Linked DNA regions of Oryctolagus cuniculus: region 1 is linked to region 2. A link is a contact called in public Hi-C data. All regions are on one chromosome and are shown on one strand. Each heading gives the region's core, a stretch centred on a gene start, on an enhancer-like site or on the middle of the called end of the contact. The rest is flanking DNA. Distances are from core to core; before and after follow the strand shown.

What was found. Hi-C and Micro-C count contacts between places; a contact is called where the count stands out from the background.
Region 1: a contact with region 2 is called in a Hi-C map of embryonic fibroblasts, with 2.2 times the contacts expected there. The contact joins two enhancer-like sites. A contact is called at or near these places in 3 of 6 Hi-C or Micro-C datasets (embryonic fibroblasts, liver and skin fibroblasts).

The regions. Positions count from the first base shown.
Region 1 is chr5:53,394,829-53,397,528 of mOryCun1.1, forward strand. No RefSeq gene overlaps it. Among named protein-coding and RNA genes, the nearest start is that of RFX6, 110 kb to the right of the region's middle. Within about 2 kb of position 1,368, at least 1 of the 8 cell types and tissues checked has an H3K27ac peak or open chromatin away from gene starts, as enhancers often do.
Region 2 is chr5:53,236,477-53,239,176 of mOryCun1.1, forward strand. No RefSeq gene overlaps it. Among named protein-coding and RNA genes, the nearest start is that of VGLL2, 100 kb to the left of the region's middle. Within about 2 kb of position 1,360, at least 1 of the 8 cell types and tissues checked has an H3K27ac peak or open chromatin away from gene starts, as enhancers often do.

The sequences.
Region 1 (2,700 bases), core at 118-2,617, 160 kb after region 2:
TGCAATTGCTTCATTAAAAACTACCCATAACTTGCACAAAATTCTTCCTGGGTCAAGTAAGGGTTTATGCCATCCCTTATCACAATCATTTGGGGACAAGCTACAAGTTTAGCTTTATACATGAAATCAGATTACTTATGTTCATTTAATCTTGAACATGAACACAATACTATAAAGCATGCTATTTTAAAAAATATACATTGTTTTAAGTAATTCTTTAAATATCAATATCAGTTCAGGATCCACTAATTCTTTCATTGGGAATTTGGAGGATAAAAACTTAGAAATTATGATATTTGGTAGCATTCATACACAATGCCAAATTTATTTTGTGATTCAAAGCTAGAACACATTTAGGTGGTGTATGGCTGGCAATGGTAGGCCTGCTTCCCAAATTAACTTTGCTTTTGATCCAGATGTAAATACGTGAGATGATCATCAGCCAAATGCAGAAGCACACACCAGTTGGCTGTAAAACATGATGACCTATCCAGTGGAAAGACGAAACCTGACAGATACCTGGAGATGGGCTCACATTCCACCTTGGGATGCTTAGGAATCTGGGAAGAAGCACATTCAAATCTTGAAAAAGGGAAATGGCAAACATAAAAATGCACTGGCTCAAAGTTATAAAAGAGTCAACCCTACCTTCTTTGGAAAGGTAATCCCATCCTTGAGAATTTCATGGAGCTAATCTACTATCCCAGTCATGAAACATCAGTGCCAATATAGCCTTGCTAATGACAATTTAGTCTCACATGGTCTGAGCCATAATCAATTATGCAAAAATCAAATATTCCAAGCATATAAACAATTTGTGTGAATTGATGTGATATGTGTTGTTCTGATGATAAGGGGATAACAGGTGTATAGTTGCTGTTTTCTCTGAGCTAGTCACATGAAAGGAGACAGCAGTGATGCCCACAGCTTTATTTATATCCTGTATTCAATTATGGAAAAAGCAGCATTCAAAATCATTATCCATTCAATTGAAAGGAAGTCTGGAGTAGTTCTTTGGGGGATCTCACAGGTTATCTGGACACAGAATTCAGTCTTTAACAATGTGTCAACTCTGCAGTTTTAAAATGTATATACTGGGGATAGGAGCTATGTGGGATTTCTCTGAGTCTTCCTCTTAATTTTGCTGTGAATTTAAAGTGTCCCTTTAAAGTCTTCAATAATAAATGTACATTTATACAATATATATTATGTATGTAATATATATCATTTTCAATTAAATTTGGATCAGAAAATGTGTTTTAAAATTTTTAAAGCCCAGGTACTTAAGATGTATGTTTTGTGAGTCTCTTAGAAATAGTGGCGCCATCCTATCAGAGCAGGCACAATGCCTCTTTCAACAGATGGCTGGAAGAGAAGGCAGCCAAAAGACCATGTATGAACAACAAATGTGCTTGTCGAGGGCAGATGTCCAAATAGCGCATGTTGAAATTTTTTTTCCATCTTACATTCACAGGCTTGTGGCAAAGGTACTGGGGAGTCAGTTGACTCTTGTGTGCTAAAGCCAAACTGCCAAATAGCTCCCATGACTATAGGAAAGACCGCAGGGTGGCGCAGAGTGTTCCAAACATGGAATTAAAATGCTCATTGTTCTTGGACCCTTATGTTGAAGTTCCCCTGGTATCTGTTAACATTGTATTTTATCTTTTTTTCATTTGTTCAAGCTAAAGTGTGATGTCATATGTACACAGAGTGGCAATTTAACTTCTTTAGAGACAGAAAATATTTCCACCATGGAGATCAAGTACAAACTTACTTTGCTTGAGAGGAGAGATTTTGTAAGAGGAAAGTTGTCTTTGACCTTTGCTGCCTTTCTACTGTGCTTTAAACAAGTTTCAACTTGTTGGTAAATATGACCAACAAGTTCTCTAAAGATGTTGTGAAATTTCTTGTTCATATAAAGCCCAGTGGCACTGGGTAGTGAGTGCATATCAGTGTGTGTGAGGGTGGGTTCTATTATATGCAAATGACCATGTACAGAAACTGTTGATTTTGATAAGCTTAGCTGCAACAGTTCAACTAGATTTACTTAATACCCAAAGCAACAAAACACATTATAAGTCCCATTGTAAAATAAGGCCCTTGATTTTTAGACTGCTCTTGTGGGACATTTCAATTCTCAGAAGAGAGCCTATTAAACTATTATATATTCACAAGTGAAGGTAATAGAGAAGGAAGACCTCCTCAGTGTGATAAATCCTTGTAGGTAAGCCTAATGATATGTCTCCAATAGCACTCCAAGTCGACTCCCGTGTCCCCTCTTCCCTGAGAAGATTTGGGGAATAAAATGCTTAACTTAATTTTTATCAACTCAACTATATTATTAAGGACCCCACTCACATAAAATACAGCCTGGTAGCAAAACCATTAAAGTATTTTTTTTTGTATTTAAATAAATGAAAATATTTGTATAAAATCAGACTATTGACTAAACTATTCTTTCATTTACTGAATCATGAGTATAGTAGACTTTGTTTGTGAAATACATTTTTAGCTATTATATCCTGATTTTTTGCATAATTTTGTACTTTGAGACCCTGCTGACAACATAGATTATTTAAAACATTTTAAAGGGGCCAGTGCTGTGGCTTAGCAGGTAAAGCCACTGCCTAAAGCACCAGTATCTCATCTGGGAACCAGTTCAAGCCCTGATTGCTCCATTTCTGATCCATCTCCCTGGTG
Region 2 (2,700 bases), core at 110-2,609:
CCATATGCTACTTATGTTTTTCTTTTCTTTTCTTTTTTTTGCCACTTTTTGGAGTGATTTTACCCTAGAAATTCCCAGGCATGGTCATGTGTGTGGCTGATGCCTGCAAGTAACAGTGAGCAGGTTTTTAAATCCATCCACTGAGGAAACAGAGAGCATGTTTCTGGAGGAGTGAATGATTTTTCACTTCTGTCAGGAGATCAAATGATCAGCAGGGCTGCTAATCTGCCTATCAGCAAAAATAGCCAGAAATATGCACAAATGTAAACATAAAAGGGGACTCTCATAATTTGCATAGCTCTCATGTTTGCCCATCACTCTCCCTAAACTCATGTAAGCTGTAAGGCTGGATGTGAATGTGCTACAGCTTGGGGAATTGCTGCTTTATCTTCCTATGAGACACTTTATTATCACTGTTAATTGATTATACATTTTCAACACTCTCAGTGTAAACCAGTCATGCCATCTATTTCTACCTTGGGCTTCTGTTTATAGTTGGAGTGTGCCAAACATGCAGACTAAATGAAAATATACCCTCCAGGAACCATGCGTGGCATCTCTCATAACAAGCTGCAGCACCTCTTTGAAGCATGGCTGCTATGCCGTGGGAATCCCGGGAATCTGTGCGTAGCTCGCTGCGCCGGGGAGCCTCTGGCAGGAATGGAAAGTGAGTGGTGGGAGAGGAATCCTGTGTGTGGATGATTGTCATGCTTCCTGCTCTCATTTTGAGGGAAAAGGAGAGGTGGTTCAAGGAAAAGATTGTGTATCTCTAGGATAACTGGGATTTATGGGAGCAGTATTGGCCATGTGAGTTCCAGCTGGCTCCCTAATGCTTCGCCAGCATTGAGTTTCTTGGGCCTTGCGGGTAAGAGGAGGGTGCTGGATTCCCAGCATCTTGTGCCTTATCCGTTTGACATTTCTCTAGCAAATCTAAAGAAATGATTCCCGATTGCCTCTCTATTTCAAAAATAGCTCTAAAGCCTGAGGACAGTGGAATGGGAGGGGGAGAGGAGCTTGGCTAAATAGAAAGTGTTGAGATGATTCAGAGGGCTCCTGCTGACAGAGCAGGGGTAGCATGACCTTCTATGGGGGCCACGTAGTCAGCCTCCTACTGGTTGTTATTTTGGGTTCCAGAAAGTCTGCCAGCCCTGAAATCTCTCTCCCTACTATCTTGCCAGGTTCTGTCATTCCTACCATGGGAGCCATGCTCTAGTTAAGGCATTGTGTCTCCAGGAGGCCCAGTTTATAGTGCAGCCACCCATAGGCAATACTACACATTTAACCCATAACTGCCCATTAGCCTGCAGCCTGGCTGCAGAGAATAGCTACCAGCTGTTGGTAACCTGACACTGCTTTACTAAGAGAAGCTTTTTGACAGCCTCTTCACATAAGTGGGGGAATGGGTGCCACAAAGCTCCGGATCAGGGTTATAATGGCTTCCATGGGAGATGCCAAATTGCCACAGCGATGGCATCTCCACTCCCTCCTCCCAGGGTGTGGGGAGATTAGACTTTGGATTTTAACAGTAGTGTGGCAATACAAATGGAGTCAGTGAAAGGCACCTAAGTTCATGGATGATGGATCCAATGTGGAAGCAGGGAACACACAAGGCTCTTAATCAGGCTTTATCTCTAAGAAGAAACTGCCTACTCAGCTTGCTTTGGGGGTCTTCCTAAAAATCCTATTACTGGTCAGTAAAGAAGCCTGAAGCTTTCACTATAATTACTCCTTTGGGCATAGGAGGCACCTGTTAAAAGGCAAACATTTTATGTGGGGATAACCAGGCATTTTTCAGAATGGAGGGCATTCATGAGAACTAGCCCGTCTCATATAATAGCCTGGGGGAAAGCTTGGAAGCTTGGTATGCTGCAGCTGTGTGTGAGAAAACATTCCTCACGCTGCCAGAACTACCATTGGTACTCAATACTCTGTTCTGTAGCGTAACCAGCTTCTTACTAATTGTGGTTAAAAGGTCACATGTTCTCTTCATGAACAATATTTTGGGGATAGTATTTAGGCTGGCTGTTCTGTTCTTTGGACTTGGCTTTCTTCCTTGGTCTCTACTTCTTTCTTTGCATTCCATGCAGAGCGTGGACGATGGACCCACTGCATCCCACTGCTTCCCTCCTTTCACTGGGAACTCTCTGCATGACTCAGACTGGCTGGACAAGCCAATAAGGATAGCCTCTCCTCCCTCAGAACAGATTCTGTTATGTGGTCAGCCTGCCAGCATGGTGAATTAAGAACAGAATTAAAAAAGCTGTTCTGGAGGATCTGATCTAAAGACAAAAATTATGCATCACCAAGAAAAAGACGAGGTAGAGAAGATTCCCCAGGGGGCAAATGGAAGCCTGAGAAGGGGAAAAAGAGAACAGAAACAGGATAGGGACTCTGAAGTCAGGCAGTCTCAGGAATTGCCAGTGGGAGAGCAAATAGAACTAGGTTTGAAAAAAGGATTTGAGTTCAAAACTCAGTAGCTATGCTACCTTGAAGTGATTACTTATAGTCTTAGAATATGCATTTTCTTTTGCAAATGATATAGTTAATGATAATGTATGCTTCATAAGATATCAATCAAAATAAATTAAATGCTTTAAAGTGATCAGAACTGTGATTCTGATCCATAGTAACTAAAAATGTTAGGTGGTTAAATTGTGAGTATTTCACCAGTTATAGATAGAGGGAGGATTGTGGCATTCA